3 separate regions of the Mus musculus genome follow, and regions 2 and 3 are each linked to region 1. The links are chromatin contacts, called in public Hi-C and promoter capture Hi-C maps. All regions are on one chromosome and are shown on one strand. Each heading gives the region's core, a stretch centred on a gene start, on an enhancer-like site or on the middle of the called end of the contact. The rest is flanking DNA. Distances are from core to core; before and after follow the strand shown. Region 1 holds the start of R3hcc1l (R3H domain and coiled-coil containing 1 like). Region 2 holds the start of Fra10ac1 (FRA10AC1 homolog (human)). Region 3 holds the start of Noc3l (NOC3 like DNA replication regulator).

What was found. Promoter capture Hi-C pulls out the DNA fragments that hold promoters and counts their contacts. Hi-C and Micro-C count contacts between places; a contact is called where the count stands out from the background.
Region 2: a contact with region 1 is called in a Hi-C map of double positive thymocytes, with 17 times the contacts expected there. The contact joins the promoter of Fra10ac1 here to the promoter of R3hcc1l in region 1. A contact is called at or near these places in 1 of 39 promoter capture datasets (pre-B cells) and 1 of 484 Hi-C or Micro-C datasets (double positive thymocytes).
Region 3: a promoter capture Hi-C map of pre-B cells shows a contact between it and region 1. The contact joins the promoter of Noc3l here to the promoter of R3hcc1l in region 1. A contact is called at or near these places in 1 of 39 promoter capture datasets (pre-B cells) and 1 of 484 Hi-C or Micro-C datasets (pre-B cells).

What each region holds. Positions count from the first base shown.
Region 1 is chr19:42,517,537-42,520,096 of GRCm38.p6, forward strand. It overlaps R3hcc1l (R3H domain and coiled-coil containing 1 like), which reads left to right and starts at 1,269. Exons shown (of 7, transcript NM_177464.4): 1 at 1,269-1,321.
Region 2 is chr19:38,222,860-38,225,419 of GRCm38.p6, forward strand. It overlaps Fra10ac1 (FRA10AC1 homolog (human)), which reads right to left and starts at 1,293. Exons shown (of 14, transcript NM_001081075.2): 1 at 1,103-1,293.
Region 3 is chr19:38,817,965-38,820,524 of GRCm38.p6, forward strand. Noc3l (NOC3 like DNA replication regulator) reads right to left here and starts at 1,273. Exons shown (of 21, transcript NM_021315.2): 1 at 1,129-1,273; 2 at 1-181. The coding sequence starts at 1,137.

The sequences.
Region 1 (2,560 bases), core at 19-2,518:
AATATACAACCATTTTGCTGAGTGGTCAGCTCACCCGAGGGGGAAACTTTTTAGGAAGGCTCACATCTAACCTATCCCATAATCAGATCTGGTAAGGGATGGGAAGGAGAGTAGTGGATTGGGAACTACTATTTTGTAAAAGCTCCAAGGTGTTCACCTTCATTCCTTCTCTCAAACTCAATCGAATGGTGTCTTTACAGGGTTTTAACACAAACACGACTTGATTAAATTTGTTATTTACACAACTCGGCCTTTGGCAGTAAGGACCCCACAGCCGTACTGAGATCAGTAAGGAGAACAGTAATCAGCTAAGAAACTAAGCAAGTGGGAATTAAGTATCTGGCAGTGGAAATAAAGAACAGACTCAAATGCTAGAGAGAGAGCCTCTACAGGGTTTGGTTAGCATTCAAATGTAGATGAAGAGGCATTGGAGATAGATGGGAAGGCAGTGAACAGAGAGGAGAGACACAGTATGAACTTTTCAAATATTTCTTTTTTTCTTGTATAGTTCCGAGATCGAATCCTGGGCACTTCACCTGTTTGCCAATCACAGGGCTATACCATTCGCGCCACCAAAGCGTTCAAGCCATTTTTTGACAAGTCTGCAAGATAGGAATGAGATAGGGTCGTCTAGAAGTTGGGAGTACGATAAGCTAAAGCAAAAAAAGGGGCCGGGCTGGACGCTCCCCTTCCTTATTCTAAGAATTGCAGAGAACAATATTCAAGAGGTGAGTTCGGGGGGGGGGGGGAGAATTACAGGAAGAGACCGAGTCGAACGGCATGGAATGAGGAAGGCAAAGCTGGATAGTGTCATAGAAAATAAATGATAATGTCCAAGAGCTTCAATGACTAATGCTTAAGTTAGACAGCCTGAAAATACTTGCAGTGGGTTTGGCGACAAGGACACTGGCTGCAACAAGGACATTTTCTGCGGGGGGCAGAAGCTGCAGTGTAGAACTCAGCACACACAAGGAAGGAAGTAGAGACGCTAAGTGCAGATTACGCTCGAAGAAACTCGCCCGTGGACGAGGAAAGAGACACGGTTATGATTGAGCAGGACGTGAGAAGATTTGAGCGCTTTCACAGCTGAGGGTTGAGATGGAGGATGGACGATACAGGAGATAGAGGAGCGTCAACGCCCTCCCGCCCTCTCCATTTGCCGGCCCCGCCCCCCACGCGACGCGACAGGGGCTCGCGAAGACTACAACTCCCAGGAGGTCCCGCGGCGTGGGCGGAGCCAAGGCCTGGCGCGCACCCCAGCGGCGAGCGGAAGAGCAGGCGCTTCATGGTGGCAGCGGAAGCGGAGAGCGACAGCGTCCCGGTAACCACGAACCCTTGAACCCGATTCTTTCTCTCCCTGAGCTGGTGCTGGTTGCCCTCGCGTCTTTCCTCCGGCTCGGGAGAGGACCCTCTTTCCTCCTGTGTGTTAACGCTGGTTTTCTTTTCCTCCGGTGACGCGCGGGGCAGGCCCCCGCCTGGGGCGGAGGTTATTGGGAAGCTTCCGCCCTTCGACCTGTTGGAGCCCCGGGGCGGGAGGGCCACCCTCCGGTCTCTTCTGTTTTCTAAGGGGCCGGAGGCCTGCCTTGGGCCTCTGCCCTAATGCTTCTTTCTGGTAGAAATCGTCTCCAGTCACCAGGTAGCGAGCGGGGTCTTAGGACCCCTCTGGGCTGCGGAGCTGTGGACCACCGAGGTGGCTTCGGGACAGCCCGGGGCCGCGGGCGATTCCCGGGCAGTGGCACTTCTGCTCCGCTGCTAGGACCCCCGGGCTATGGGCTGGCCGGGAACAGTTTGTAAAGTAGGATGTTCTTCCTGCTCTTCTCGGGCGGTCCTCAGAAAACTTCCAACCCACTTTATCGAAAGTTGTCTTACAAACTTTTTTTTCGTCGCATCTGAGTTGTGAGGGAAAGAGTACGGGGTTTATAGAGTCTGAATCCTGAGAGGATGATGGGTTGGCCACTTGATGGACCTGTGGTCTTTTGTAGTCCTATTACCACCACCTTGGTTTCTCTGTCTGGAAAAAAAAAGAGGGGGTGCAGGGTCTTTTGTACTATGCTTTTCAGTGTTATGATCTATGTGTGAGACGTTTGTGCTAGAAAACATTTAAAATAAAGTTCCTGTACCCTCTCTTGTGTGGTCCAGGTCAGTTGGATTTTAAAATCAACGGTCATGTCTTTATGAAGACCGGAGTTAATGGTGTCTTTAGAAACTGCGATGAAACCTACAAGTGTTAAAGCAAGGTTTCAAGCGGAGAGGTGACATTAGGGCTTGACCACCTGTGGAATCGGTGTCAAACTTCGAGGCCCATCAGCATGCGACACACAGCCAGCTGCCCCTGTTGCTCGGTTTCCGCTCTTGGAAGCACTACACATGACAAGCATCCCCTAAGACTTAGAGCTCCCGAAGCTTGGTGCTGAACCACCAGTGTCTAGGGTTTGTGGGTTGCAGGCACTACTTACTCATGTAATAATAGCTGCCTGAGCTATTTAGCGCAGGGTTGAGGTGTCTGTAGTTCATTGGTAAGATTGCATAAGGCTCTGAATTCTCTCCCTAGTAGTAACCA
Region 2 (2,560 bases), core at 43-2,542, 4.3 Mb before region 1:
TGCCTGAAAAGGCATCTGACTCCAGCATTACACAGAGTTTGGAACACACATGAGCAAGGGTACAGATGATTTTACTACTGTATATCATCAATAGTCAACTCCTGCAGCTGAAAGGAGCCAGTCCAGGTCAAGTGATAATATTTTTCAGCTTTGGTATTTGTGTCAGTAAGTGTACAGAATTCGTAACACACATTAATAGGGGTAAAGGTGGGTTGCAATCTTTATTGCTGAAAGGACCCAGTCCAGGTAAAGAGACATTAACTTTAGCATCTGTGTTGGCAAGTACAGCTAGGATAGCCAGTGTCTGCGTTCTTGACTACCTTCTGTTTGTCATTCTGTTAAATAAGGTAGCTATGTCAAATCATTAAATTCTGTGAGTCTCTGCAACTCCATTTTCAAACTTGGGCGTGTGAGTATATACCTCTCTTCCTTATCCCACCAAATGCTAAAGAGAAGGCAACAGCCAAGCTTTGGAGACATAGGTTTGCAAGCCACAGTTCTTCCTGACCGACAGCTATCATTGCCTTATACACCTAGACGTCACACCTTTTAGCAGATCTCATCAAGGCTGTTCAAATTCTACTACCCTCTAATCCATCCTCACGTGCTTCATATATTGATGGTGGAAAACCGCAGTGTGGAGCCTGGAGCAGTTGCAGAATCTAAGGTCTGGCTGGCACAGACGCGTCTCCTACTTCCCCACTTATGTAAAGGTTAACATAGAGGTTATGTAAAGAAGCCCAAACCTCAAGCTTACATAGTTTGGGGACGGTACCTAGTACAGGAAGACCTGAAACTAGTAGAACCTGGAACTAGTAGATCATCTTGACCCCTCATTCCAGACACCTCTTCTCTGCTCCGACGCCACATTTCTTTTTATCTCGGGCAGCTTCATCCATCCCTTGAGCTATCTTAACCCAGTAGCTTCACTAAAAAGCTCTCACTCAAATCATGCTATCAACTGACTGGAATTAAGAAAATCTCGAGAATAGGGCATCTGCTGCCTCCCGAATCTGTCAAAATAAAAATGAGACTCAACTACTAAGAACCAGTTTCAAAGTCCTCTCTGAGATCAAACACGCCCACGGCCCTCCTTACACACCCCTTCCCTTCCGCTCTTCTCTGTCTGGCAAGTTCGCCCCCAAGAGTCCTGACAGCTGCAGCGACGAGCCACGGCCTCAGCGAGCCGCTGCAGGTCCGCGCCGGTCCTCCAGAGCCACGCAGCGCCGCCGCCCGCGCCACTGTCACCGCACGCTGCACGCCTGGCCCTACGGGTACCGGCTGGGAACCGCTTCCGGCCCGGCTCAGAGGCGTGTCACATCGATAAGACACCGTTCTCCGGCGCGCCGACTCTGTGCTGCAGCCAGAATGGCTCGGGGGTAAACAAAGACGGCGGAAGAAAAGGCCCGGAAGAGGAAGCAGAGGCTCCCTGCTTTGGTCCCTCATTTTTCCTTTGGGCCATCTCCTTTTTCCTCTAGGGAATCCAATATGTAGTACAATGTGGCACTGCCCAGCCCACGTCCTTCATTGGAAAATGTATATTGCTATAGAGAAAAACCCCGCCTGTCACCTGCGGTCCTCTCTCTAGTAACCTTAGTAACGCCTCCACCGAGCATCCTCGCCCAGCCAGCAGCTCAGCCTCAGATCTGCCTTATCACCCCCTCTTTTTCCCCTACGAAAACAGTGCTCATAATTAGAACAGAAATAGCTTCCCCGCGTTCCGCCACCCACACAATAGATACTGTTCCAAAGGCAGTGCTGGCGGCTGAAGAGATCGAGTTGGCAAGGAAAAGAAGAAATGGGGAATGAAAAAGATTTCACAGGGTCGCAGATTCTACGCCAATAAGCAACCTAGCACACGCAGAAAGGGCATCCAATATAAAATTTAAGGAAAAAAAAAAAAAAAAAAAACACCTCAGGCAGCCAGAATTAAATTATTTTAAGCTCCACTGGGTTGTTCCTGCATTGTGTTTGCCCTACACCGTGACGTCCCATTCCTCTTTCCACTGGGTACAGATCTTGCTTCTCTTCAATACCAGCAGTTATTCATCTCGCACTCCGCAGCCAACACTGTGCCTTTGAAATCACAGGAGCTACTAAAACATTTGCTGAACAGAACTGGCATGCTTCTCACTTTTACAGCGGGTCCATGTTAAGGAAGAACTCTGAATCTTAATACACGTTCATTTTAAATCTTTTATCCTAACCAGTAGATAACAATATCCCTGTCAATCAGTTCAAGACTTTTTTTATTCCTGGCAGCAAATCATAGATACACCCTGATTTACATAGAGCAGCGATTGCAATCTTGTTAATTACAAAATTATAAATTTATGCATTTCAAGGTGCATTTGAATTATACTACAATAAAAATGTTTCCTTTAAAAATGTAAATAGGAAACCTCATAATTTAATATTATTAAAGTATTGAGTTAATTTGTCAAGCAGTCAATTTTTATAGATATCTAAAAACCAAATACTTTGTCCTTTTATCACTAATAAGAACTCCTGTAGCCTAAATGAAACTCTTGTATACCAATATTTGACATGCATTAGCATT
Region 3 (2,560 bases), core at 23-2,522, 3.7 Mb before region 1:
GCGGAATGGGTTTTTTAGACACAGCATCTTTTACAGCTTGCCTTAGTTTCCTCTGCTCTTTTCGGTACTTCTTGATGGTACTTTGTTGTTTAAATTGCTTATTTTTCAATTTGTTTTCAAGTTTCACTTTACTAGTTTTTATCAACTTGCGAAAGCTTGGGACCTGCTTTTTATTTCTTCTCTAGAAAACAACAACAGAAGAGACACTACAACTAAGAAATTCTGATTATTTTTAAAATCAGGTGAAGGAAAACTCTTTATAGATTAAATAAAGCAAATTTCAAAACTGTCTCACAACCACGGGTCCTGTGTAAGAACTAAAAACCAATGCACGGCAGTAAGCAATCCTACAGAATGGCACTAGAGCATCAGTTGCTCCACACGGGATTTCCCTGTGATCTGAATCTAGTCTCTCACGTGTGCAATCTGAAAGCAAAACATTATGAATCTCTTCTCTGTGGCAAACGGTCATTCAAGGCTAGTCTAACACTGGTACGGCAACACATTCAGAGCAAAATAATGGATGCCTTTAGCAACTGACATTCATTTGTCGGTTTATTATTTACAAAGCACTCACACTTCCCAACACCCTAAATAATAATAATCCTCACGTCATTCATAAAGAAGCGAAGGTTACAGAAGTTATTCCAGCGCTCTCGCTGGTAAGTGCTTTGTAATCCAAATCCCAAGGCTACTTCTAAATTCCCTCTCCATCTGGGAAAAATCACCAGCCTTCCTATCACCTTACACTTTAAGGAGGAAACAGGCTCTCTTCGGGTTCAGTGTCTCACAAAACAGGTTCAAGGAACTTTAGACTTGCTTCTCGTGTGTATAAGATTCGAGAGACAGTTTGGAAAACCCTTCAGTCTGACACCATTCGGTGGCAGGGCCCGGTGCTGGCCTCGCATCTGCAGCCTGAGGTCGTGCTTGGGCGTAGTGGGCGAGGAAGCAAAAGCCCCAGTAATGACCCAAAGTGGATGGAGCATAGATCGGCTAGGGAGCACCAAGTTAGGCCACCGCCCCCTATACCAGACTCAAAACCTAAGGGAAAGATAAGCCAGGCAGAGGGAGACCCTGTCAACCCAAGCAGCCACAACTCCCGGGGGCCGGGGTTCGGACAGCACTTACCGCCTTCATCCTTAGGCCTGCGAGGAGTACCACAGACAAGATCACTCGGACAGAGGAACACGCAGGAGCCGGGTGGAAAAGACACACGTGCACTGAGCGCAACCTTTCCCAAACCGGAAGACGCTTTCAGCCTCTCCCCCTTTCTGCCGCCGGAAACGGGAGGCGGGACTTCCTCTTCGGGCGGCGGTGCGTGCGCCCCCTGGTGGCTCTGGTCCCGGGCTCAGTCTCTCACGGACTGACCCTTGTGAGAATCGCTGAGGCTGAAGAGTGGGCGAGTGGGCGTCCCAGCTGAAGGACTCAAGCAGGTTCCCGCCCGGATTCCTTTTCAGTCCTGGAGAAGACAAAAGACGAGGGCTTGGCGGTTTTGATCGCCGGCGTCTTGTGGCTCCGCCTGTTGCGGGTACTTCGTCTTCTGGATCTTCTAGAGGGCAACCGCAGCTTCTTTATTGGAAGCCATCCCTCCACAGGCACTGGGGCTTTGAACCGAATGATGAAAGATCTCTCACCACCTTCCACCAACCGAAAGTCCACACTTAAGTTTAGGCGTGGTGGAGCACGTCTTTAATCCCAGCACTGGGAGGTAGAGGCAGGTGGATCACTGTGAGTTCGAGGCCCGGTCTACAGAGCCTAGTCTACCCAGTGTAGTCCCTGTCTAGAGAAAAAGTCTATGGTTTTACTGTGGAATCGTTTTTTCTTTGGGTTTAACCATTATATGATAAAGTACTATATTGGTGAGACTTGCAGAATTAGGATTCTGTTACCTTTTTGGTAAAGATACTATCTGACTGAATCGTTAACTCTTCCAGGAAGATTTAAGCATCGCAAGAATGTGTATTTTAAGTACTTGTCTCCCAAAGACCTTTTCCTAAATTAAAAAACAGAATAAAACACTGGGCAGGAGAAGTGGTTCAGTGTTTAAGAGTGCTTGCTGCTCCTCCAGAAAGTCCCGGATTCTATTCCCAGCACATCCATCTCTGAGGACCTCTTCTGACCTCCTCAGGCAGGCACTCACCCACACATATATACAAACAAAATAATAAATTATAAAAAACAATAAAAATAAAAAGTTAATCACAAAGATGAACTTGAGGCTATTAAAGGTTTTTTAAAAAAAAAAAGAAAGAAAGAAAGAAAGAAAGGAAGAAAGAAAAAGAAAAAGAGACGCCGTTGTTATTTGACTGACCCTCAACTCAATATGCTCCTGTCTCAGTTTCCCAAGTACTAATTATAGAGTCACCATGCCCAGGGTTAAGTATATCGTTCTTGAGCACAGCCCTGACATTGTTGGCCTCACAGTTCTGAGCTGGTGAGATAAGCCAGAAGAAACCCAGGGGCCACTGAGATCATGAACAGTGGTAATCTTACAAAGACTAGTCCTTTCTGCTTTTCACCTCAGAGAAAAATGCCTTCTATCTGGCATCGTCTTTCCACC